Regions from separate parts of the Rattus norvegicus genome. Here region 2 is linked to region 1. A link is a contact called in public Hi-C data. All regions are on one chromosome and are shown on one strand. The core of a region is the stretch at or near the end of the contact, and the rest is flanking DNA. Distances in the headings are between cores, read along the strand shown. Region 1 has its middle 130 kb from the start of Frmd6. Region 2 has its middle 10 kb from the start of Trnaa-agc24.

Region 1 (5,010 bases), core at 1,005-3,504:
CCAAGGGACTACTAAATTAAGAATTCCGTCTTTGTTTCCGTGGGTGAGTCATGTGGATGACCTTTATTCCTGGTACATTTAGGGTGATTACTGCATTTAATAGTGCTCACTCTCTACCCCACACTTTCCACTGCATTTTAAGTGCGTTCTCAGTGCCGCTCAGAGAAAACACGACGTAAGTATGTGGGCTTATGCCAGATGCAGCCACAAATACGAGTTTTTGCAAAGCTAAGAATTTATGAGACATAAATATCGCTTTTGCTTTTTCACAAATTTATCTTTGTAAGTTAGAGAAGTTTGAGAAACAAAATTGTTTAGGGCTGAAATAAGAAAGAGCTGACCCACCACAATACATAGTCAACTTCTACACCAGACATGAAGACGGGAGTGGAAGGCGAAAGGGGGGCATAGGTTGTTGTCTCTGTTCTGGCCTAGTGGCATCTTCTAGAATACCAATGAGGCTTGGACTTAGCACATACTTCACAGGAGAGAAAAGGAGCGAGACCAAGACTGACTCTGAACTGCCCAGAGTGAGTCACGGAACTTGACACTTTTTGAGGTTAAGTCATCAGATCACAGCGTCTTTTGATGGAAATTTTGCCTTCTCAGCTTTGGGCTGGAGAGAGAACTTAGTGCTTAGAAACAGGTGTTTCTCAAACTCAAGTAGAAGACCTGAGTGTGGTCTCGGCACTTGGGCTGGGCAACTGACAACCTACAACTCCATCTCTGGGGCAGGTCTCAAAACTCTGACCTCCTTAGGGCACCTTAGTCACATGCACGTCTTCCTCTATTCCCCACAGACATGTAATTAAAATAATAAAAGTCTGTTCCTTCCTTTGCTTGGAGTCAAGACTTACTGCCTGGCTAGACGTTTTGCACTGAATGCTCTCAGCCTTTGCATTTCTAACAACAAAACACTGCTCTTGATGAATGTAAGGGAGTGATGAAGACCCTCTTCTTGGAGCAGTTTCTCTATGAGAAGATGGGGATGCTCCTGTTCTCCTGGGGATCTGAGGGTGCCACGTGTTTCATGTGCCCTGAGCTATAACTAAGCTAGGAGGGTGGGCAGGCAGCAGTGCCTCCCTGTTACTTTAGTGTTTTACGTTCTGTTATAATAAAAACATTCTAAAGTCAATAGAAGTATGTAAGAGAAACACCTTGACACTTAGTTCTACTCTGGTACGCTGATGTGCTTATAAAAACCAATCTGAAAATATATTATAAAACGTAGCTGTGTCGGGGTTTAGCTCAGCTGAATGCACACATCTGTGTAGCCAATGTGCACAGTTAATGCACAGGCGGCCTCACCATGCCCAAGAGTTCTTTTAGACTCTTGTCTTGTCACCTCCCTGGCACCTTCTAGCTGCCTGCATCTGTAGATTTTTTTCCGTTACTCGTACGCTTTTTTCAAAAATGATTTTTTTTTTTGGTTCTTTTTTTCGGAGCTGGGGACCGAACCCAGGGCCTTGTGCTTCCTAGGTAATCGCTCTACCACTGAGCTAAATCCCCAGCCTCAAAAAAGATTTTTTTATTTTAAACTCTTTGTCTCTATGACTGTCTCTGACACTCTTGGTCTGCCTCTGTCTCTCTGTCTCTGTCTCTGTGTGTGTGTGTCTGTCTGTCTCTGTCTGTCTGTCTATATGTCTCTGTCTGTCTTTGTCTGTCCTTCTCTATGCCTGTCTGTCTCCCCTCCCTGCCCCCGTTGTGCGTGTGTGTGTGTGTGTGTGTGTGCGTGTGTGTGTGTATGTGTGTGTGTGTGCGTGCACAGAGGTGCAAGTGCCTGCATAGACCAGTGTCTAAGCCACCTGATATGAGTGCAGGAACAGCATGTACTCCTAACCACCATGTCTTTTTTTGGCCATCATAAATATTCAGTCTTTTAGTCTATTTTTTGTCTAGTTCTTGATCAGCATAATGTTTTTGAAATCCATCTACATTGTATATATGAAGAGTTCACTCATTTCAAATGCTGGCCTTAAACTCACTGCACAAATATCTCATGTGTTGTAGTCATTCATTCTTTGATGGGCATTTTGGTTGTTTCTAGTTTGGGGCTACAAAGATATTCACGTTTGAATTTCCTACGTGTCTTTTATTCTATATTTTACTTTTGCTGAATAAAGCACACGAAGTGCAGCCATTGGGTCACCAAGAGACATTTGACTAACTTTATAAAGGCACTGCCTAGCTCTTTCCCAAATGGCTGCACCATCTCCCCTGCCCCAACACAGTGCGTGCGAGTAGGAGTGGCCAGACAGCTTTCCTAACGTCGGCTGCTCCGGCGTGTGTGTGAGCGGCTCCTGGCCGTGGGTGTCTAGCACTTCATTGTGCTCTGTGATTTGTGATTCCCTGATGACTCATGAGGCTGGGCATCTTTCCGTCTGTTTTTTGGTCACTCACACAGCTTCTTTTAGTGAAGCGTGTGTTCAGTTCTTTTTGCCCATACTTAAAGTAGGTTACTGGTTTTCTTTTATATATTATTTAATTTTAAATATCCTTTATGCATCTGGGGACTATTCCCTTGTTTGATATGTTATCAGTATCTTTTTTTCTCCATCTGGGAGTTTACCTTTTTGTTTTATTAATGATATCTGTCCTAGAGCAGGCATTTTTGAATATTATTCTTTGGTGTGTACTGGGGATAACTTTACAAATAAGCTTTGTGAATGATAATGTCCAGTACCAAGGACAATCGCGGGACATATTCTGTAGCAATTAATAAAGGTTCTGTGGCCCCTGGGATTAGTAATCAAATATCTGATATCTGTCAGTGATAAACAGCCCAAACCTTATGCCACTAGGAATCTCTGCCTTACTGTCTCCTTTCATTCTCTCTCTCTCTCTCTCTCTCTCTCTCTCTCTCTCTCTCTCTCTCTCTCTCTCTCCAATGCTTCTCCTTCACAGAAACTCTTCTCTATACCAGATGTGTTACAGTGCAAGGGTCACCATGCCTTTTTCCCCCTGTGTAGGAAGTAATCTTAAAACCGTGGTTGGTCTGGGTTTTATCGGCCACAGGAACCTCCTTCCTAATAGACTTCAAAATCTCTGGCTGTCAAAGTTGGAACCCAGTGACTTTGTTCTGACTCAGAATCCAGACAGAGTCTATCTTACTCATTTCTGTCAGCAGACCTTTCTAACTGCCATACCCCACGCAATGGAGCTAGAAATGCAGGATCTACCCAGGGTGGTGTGTGCCCTGTGTGTCAACTTGTCCAGTTCATAGCTAGTGCAGCAGTGAGCCCGAGGACAGACCTAACTCACTCCGTCCTCTGCCTGTTATTTGTTAAATGGAGCTTAGCGCATAAGAGATGGTGTGCAAGTCACAATTGGTGTGCCAGCTTGCTTGAGTCATTCCGAAGGTGTTTGTTACTTTCGGAACCCCATGGCCACATGCCTGGCTCATTAGAGCATTTGCTGTTGCAGGAGTTATATAGCCAAATAGCCACAGTTAACCGGGGGCAGGGGGCGGGGGGGAAGCAATGCTATGGTGGCAATGAGGTAATCAAATCTCCCAGGCTCCGCCCAGGCAGGAAGTCAGTTAATATTGCAGGGTAAGGCTTGTGTCATTTTTGACTCACACTGGTTCACATTTCCCAAGTGGGAGACGAATGTTCTGGATCTCAGAAATGGTAGAGGTCATAAGAAAGACACTTTCTCCTTAGATCTCCCTTAGAGAGAAAACTTATAATACAAAAAAGGCGGCCCACCATTACAACCTCCAGTGTTTAATGCAGTTTGTGGAACAGCCCCACACACATTTTCACACGAGGTCCTTACAACAACCCTGGAGAGGGGCCCCTGGCGAATGTGGAAATAGTGAGGCTCTTTATATGAAGCTGGTCTTAAAGTTCTGAGTCTGTATGTGTCTGACCCAGATTCCACATCTATTGTGAAGTGATATGATACTTTGGTACTACAAAATGAACTAGCAGGGCCCACAAAATATTTTTTTTAATATTTTATTAATTTATGTGTATAGATGTTTTACCCGCATGTGTGACTATGTACATGCACGCATGCTTAGTGCCTGAGGAAGTCATGAGAGGGTGTCAGAGTCCCTGAAACTAGACTTGTAGATGGTTGTGAACCACTATGTGGGTGCTGGGAACCTGAGTTATCTGGATGACCAGACAGTGCTCTTAACTGCTGAGCCTGGGCCGTCTCTCCTGCACCACAGGATTCATTGTCTTGGGAGGGGACTCCTTTACTTATGAGCTGCCAAGGATGAAGTAGACATCTAAGTTTGTGCTTCTTTCCCCCTCCTCCCTGGTTCTTAAATATTGTCTGTTATGCCTCAAGGTAAGATAACTTATCCTATCTATAGAATATCTTCCTGGTACACTCTTCCTCAGATTGAAGGAGAATACTGTCGGATGCGATTTTGGCACAAAGGGTGGGGGTGGGGATGTTAGAGGCCATGGGGCTGCAAACCCTTAAAATCCTTTTTCCCTGGGAACCCAGTTTTACAAAGGTCAGCTGAACATGCTGAGATGACGCTCTTCTCTTATGTGGACAAACCTGACGTAATATTTTATGTCCTATTTCTAACGTCACACCCGTCCTAAAGAATCTCCTTGGCTTGGTCACATGAATTTTGTCTCAGAGGAATAATGAGGCTTGGAAAATTAGATCTGAATTGGGGGATGGAGGCCTGTGGGTTGCTCATAACCCCCATTCAAAATGAAGCAGCGCATTGTATAAGTTTTCATTTCTTTTTGAACACATTTTTATTTTATTTTTATTATTATCTATTTATTCATCTGAGATAGTGTTTCTCTGTTGACCCCTGGTTGTCTTGGAACTCCATCTAGTCTTAACTCAGAGATCCCCCTGCCTCTGCCTCCTGAGTGCTGGGGTTAAAGGCATGCAGGCCACCACTGGCACCACTGGCTGCATCTGCAGAATAGATTTCCACCAGAGACCCAGTCACGGCCCTGAAATAGCTGAGGCTTCTGGTTAACCTCGCAGCAGAGGTGCATAGAGCTCCCTGCTTTGCAAAGGATGAAATGC
Region 2 (5,379 bases), core at 558-3,057, 220 kb before region 1:
ACAGGATAAGCAGGCAGTGGCGTGAGTGCCTGGTACTTGTTGAACACCCCTGGAACCTGTACTCATCTACCACCAAGAGATGCCAAGTATTTAAGCCATGTGGCTTATGTGGGGATCCCTACCTCCCATATTCACCGTGATAAAAAGGAGAAGACCAGAAGTTTTGAAAAATGGAGGCCATCTACTTTAAAGCTGTCAACTTGACTACACCTGTGTTCAACAAAGACCCCAGATGCTGTGCACTTCACTCAGGGATGTTCTTAACCAGACTGTTTGAATCAGGAAGACCTACTCTAGGTAACACCTTCTGGTGGCAGCCCAGATGGGCGCAGCAGAAGGAAATTTTGCCTTTTGCCCGATCGCCTTCAGCAGCATCCATCCCGCTGCAGTGGCGGGCATTAAATCCAATTTTGTCAACTCTCTGGGAATCTCCAGGACTCCAGCGCTAGACTGGGGACAGCTGACAACTAGTGGGATCTAGGCCTTTCTGACTGAGACAACCATTGTTGGACTCTCTGGACCACACCCTATAAGCTACTCTAATAAATACCATCTTAATATATGTTATATAACACAGGGGAAATGCAGGGGAGACACTCAGCAAAGGGTTTCTTAGCCTGTGGACACACATGCACCACACTTGGATTCAGATGGAGGCCCCTGTCTGTCATCTTCTGATGTTAACCTAGCTGTGTATGCTGTGGCAGACGGACAGTTAGATATGTAGTGTCTTGGCTTCCAGTCTGGTGTTCCTGCCATTGTACAAGGATACTATTTTTTTTTCTCGGAGCTGAGGATAGAACCCAGGGCCTTGTGCTTGCTAGGCAAGTGCTCTGCCACTGAGCTAAATCTCCAACCCCAAGGATGTTATTTTTAGACTGCTTAGAATCAGAACCCATACCTCCAGATAAACCATACTAGTTAAGAGAACAAGAAAAATTCCCTTGAACCCCACCTCGATTCTGTTAATGATCATTTTATCCCCCAGTGAGACACAGGTCTCTCCACTGCTGTACTTTCTGGGGCATCAGACCTCTTGAAGATCTCTGTGCTGGGTAGCCTTGGGGCTGGGTTATTAATAGCCATTGAAATGGAGGCTATCAACCACAAGGTGGCGCTCAACTCTCCTCTTTCAGAAGTACAAAGTTGGTCGAACGGAAGATGATGATAAAGTACTGATTTTCCATAAGTTGCCTTCCTCAGTTCTGAATAGTAAGGATCTTCCACAGAGATCCAAGGGGGTTCTGCTTGGCACGAGACCTGAAGGGTGGAGGAAGACGAGTGTACAGGCCCAGTAGAGTGTCTTGGAAAAGGCAGAGCCTCTCTGCTTGGTGTCTACCTTGCTGTCTTGTCTTTGTTCCCACACAATCAGGTCTCCCAACTCCAACATGAGCCATAGGGAAGCTCTCTTCCCTTAAGCAGGGAACATCTGAGCCCTGGTGAGGTTTTAAAATTCATGAATTCCTTGCCAGATGTGATGGCTCACATCTGTAATTCCAGCACTCGTGAGGCTCACCATGGATTTGAGGTTACCATGGGCTACAGAGTAACTCCATCTCAATAAAACAAAACAAAAAACCAAACCCCTTCCCTGTCTGTCATAAATTGGAATATATTCCTTCGTCCTTTCCCAGCATCGAAGGCACACATTCACGTTTCTATCCCTGTTCTCTGTTTCAGCATGTCTATACACATACACCATCTATCACCCGTCGCGGTGCCAGGACTGGCAAGATAGGAGTGGACTTTAATCTGCATCCTTTCTCACACACACCCAGGCCTGACTCTGCCAGTGCTGAGTCCAGGCTCTCTGCTGCCCTCTGCTGGTGGGATGTTCATTTTCTTTCCAAGCCCTCCTCACTTGGGTAAGGCGGAATAGGAAAACCAGAGCAACAGCAATGGGTGGCCCGTAAATCTCACTCAGCAAACAGGAGAATGTTAGGATTGCATGAGGTGATCACAGGCCTGGCGCTTAAGTGAGGTGATATCACCTTTCCCAAGGAACTGCAAAATGTGGTACAGATGCAGGCACAAACGGTTGGAAATATATACCCGGAAAGGGGGGCAGTTAGAACCCATACCTCCAGATGAAACTGTAGTAGTTAAGAGACCAAGGAAAATTCCTTTGGACCCTACCTCAGGGCCTTTAATGACCATCTTAGCCCCCAGTGAGACCTGGGTCTCTCCACTGCCGCGCTGACTGACTGCTCACCAGGCTGTTTGCCGGACGTAAATGTGTTGAGGAGTGGGGTGAGGGTGGGAAAAAAATTGTCACAGAGAGGCATACTGATTAGAATGGAGGAACTGCAAGTCACCTGCAGGGACCACACTACTTCAGTGCTGCTAGAGAGTGGTCCACAGAGCGGGAAGGAGACGCTCATACCAGAAACAGTTTTGAGATCTCAGGGTGCCTTGCATAGCCCACCAAAGGGCTGGAGCTCCTGCTGGAAGTAAGGGAGATCCCCTGGAGATTTCAGGGAAGGCGGTTCAAAAATGAACACAGGTCCCTCTAGAGTGGGGAGGCAGATTTACAAGGATAACCCTGTTCCCCGGGGAAAAAGGTCAGGACGACACCACAGTAGTTCAAGTGGTGGCCAGAACCACGATGTTGGTAAAATATGTACCTAGAAACATCTGGGAGACCCACACAAGAGGGTCTACTAAATGACCGACCGTCACGTATCAAGGATGACTTCCCGGTAAGGGACAAAGTTCAGAGGGAGAACAGTTGCCCAGAGGGCATGTGGCTCTGTCCTCAGTTCCCAGCACTGAAAAAAAAAAAGGTTATTTCCAAATCTCTGGCTTAAGGGGGATAGGGGAGGGGCAGCAATGACCTCACCAGCTGATAGGGAGACTCCCGAAGGAGTTAGTTTAATAAATAAAAAAAAAAAAGTGAATGTTGTGATAATGATCTGAGGTGTTCTAAATACACTGAGGTAGAGGTGACTAGCAGGTATCCAAGGCTGGGGACTGCGGTGGGATGGCTAGGATCCCTTTGTTCTGGGGGACAGCACTGAATACGTGCAGTTTAAACCAGGAAGAGATGAAAGTAAAGAGATAAAACCAGTGGGTCAGTGGGTCACAGAGGGAAGTGTGGGAACAAAAGCAGGTCAAAAGGGACCAGAGAAGCCAGAAAGGAGACAGAGGGGGGTGACCTTTGAGATAGAAAGAGCATAGAAGGTCATGTTGTCATAGCAAGGGGTGATGAGAGTGCCCTGAAGAGGAAGCATTTACCAACAGGCCGAGAGTTCCATCACCTGCAGACTGGCAACTTCCTCAGGAGTTTGGTACAAGGAGGCTGCAGAGGCAGGGGTAGCAGGGTACACTGGCTGGTTCTGTGTGTCAACTTGACACAGCTGGAGTTATCACAGAGAAAGGAGCCTCCCTTGAGGAAATGCCTCTATGAGATCCAGCTGTAAGGTATTTTCTCTATTAGTGATCAAGAAGGGAGGACCCAGCCCATTGTGGGTGGTGCCATCTCTGGGCTGGTGGTCCTGGGTTCTATAAGAGGGCAAGCTGAGCAAGCCAGGGGAAGCAAGCCAGTAAGTAACATCCCTTCATGGCCTCTGCATCAGCTCCTGCTTCCTGACCTGCTTGAGTTCCAGTCCTGACTTCCTTTGGTGATGAACAGCAACATGGAAATGTAAGCTGAATAAACCCTTTCCTCCCCAACTTGCTTCTTGGTCATGATGTTTGTGCAGGAATAGAAACCCTGACTGAGGCACAGGGGAACAAGAAATGGAGTTGAGAAAGCAGAGAAAGTTGGGATGGATACCTTCTGGAACTGTATGCTAAAGGTAGGGTGGACAGGTGGACAGAGGGCAAAGAATCTCTTCTGTTCCTGTGTTTTCATTGTGTTTTGGTTTAAAAACGAAACCTTTTGTCATGGACTGAGAGGAGGGAGTGAGTTCAGGATGTGAACTGAAGGGCTAAGATGAGGGTGAAAGGGGCATGGTCCTAAGTGGTAGGAAGAGACAAGAGACGGGGTTGCAATGAGTGAATTGTGACTGCTCGTGTGCATGTAACATCGTCCCAGAGTAGAGGAAAGAGTGTCAGGATGGGCGCAGGGGTAGAGATAACTTTTAAAGAGAGAGGGGAGGAACTGGAGAGATGATGGAATGGCTAAGAGCACTGGGTACTCTTTTGGAAGACCCCGGTTCAGTTCCCACATGGTGGTCCACAATTGTCTATCACTTCAGCTCCAGGGGATCTGACGTGTTTTTTTTGGCCTCCATGGGCACTGAAGATATATGTTTCATTCGCACACAGGCAAGCAAAACATACCCATAAAATAAAAACAAGTAAGCCTTAAAGTGAGAGAAAAGTGGACTCGAAGCAACAAAACAGAGGCACAAAGATTGGAGGTGAAGTACTTCGAGAGTTCTAGTGACCTCTAGTGATCACTAGAGGTCAGTGTGGACCACAGTGTGAACACTGAAGGAAGGCTCACTGGGACTCCTGTTGTCTTGGGCAGTCTTGATCTTCCTTGGGACTTTCTCATTTGGAAAATGAGGATTATAAAAGCACCCCTCTCAGCTGTGCAGGGCCCTTAATCCCAGTACTCGGGAGGCAGACACAGGTGGGTCTTTGAGTTTGAAGCCAGTCTGGTCTATGATCGAGTTCCAGGACAGCCAGGGCTACACGGAAAAACCCGGTCTCGAAAAACCGAAACCAGCCAACCAAACAAAAGGACTTCCTCATAGAAGTACTTCATGTGTTGAGTAATTTCTACTGTCTGAGTGCGACTGGTAGTAGTGGCAATCCAGCAGGAAATTAAAGCGCTAAACCCACCAGAGAAGTCCAAGGACAGCTTTTGAGTCTAGGACCGAAGTTGACTCCGGGGGTGGGGGTGGGGGTGGGGTCATCCACATGTCTTTCTTTACTTTGTCTTTCGAGCATCCAGCCTAGTGCTGGCCTTACTGAGGCCTTCAGCTGTGTTTTAGGTGACTGGCTAAATGAACCACACACAGTCACCATCTACCTCTCCAGACCCCTGACTGGAAACAGCTCGATGCACCGGCACTACGCTGACCTTCTCTGCCTTCACAGCCCAGGAGTCACCTTTGGTTAAAGGATGGTCACTCCTTGCGATTGATTCCAAGGCCCAGCTCTAGGAATATACAGGCTCCGTGTGCTTTGGCATGAGGTACAGCGCTGATCCACGTATGTCGCTTAGGATGTCCTTACGAGCCTCTTTCAACGACAGGATCCTTTTCATCTCACAGGTTAGGAAACCGAGCATGGTCTGGATGGGAAGTGAGCCACACGGTGACCCAGTGGGACATTAGGAGCCATCACTGAAGGAGAGACAGCTCTGTCCCTTCTTGGAAGTGCTTTGGGGTGTCCAGCCAGGCGAGCGCCTGTGAGGAAAACTGAAAA

Evidence for each region. Hi-C and Micro-C count contacts between places; a contact is called where the count stands out from the background.
Region 2: a contact with region 1 is called in a Hi-C map of the A7r5 cell line, with 4 times the contacts expected there. The contact joins two enhancer-like sites. A contact is called at or near these places in 2 of 12 Hi-C or Micro-C datasets (the A7r5 cell line and the Rat2 cell line).

What each region holds. Positions count from the first base shown.
Region 1 is chr6:94,945,510-94,950,519 of GRCr8, reverse strand. No RefSeq gene overlaps it. Among named protein-coding and RNA genes, the nearest start is that of Frmd6, 130 kb to the left of the region's middle. Within about 2 kb of position 2,254, at least 20 of the 93 cell types and tissues checked have an H3K27ac peak or open chromatin away from gene starts, as enhancers often do. A contact at or near this core is called in the A7r5 cell line, where this site is marked.
Region 2 is chr6:95,164,144-95,169,522 of GRCr8, reverse strand. No RefSeq gene overlaps it. Among named protein-coding and RNA genes, the nearest start is that of Trnaa-agc24, 10 kb to the left of the region's middle. Within about 2 kb of position 1,807, at least 7 of the 93 cell types and tissues checked have an H3K27ac peak or open chromatin away from gene starts, as enhancers often do. A contact at or near this core is called in the A7r5 cell line, where this site is marked.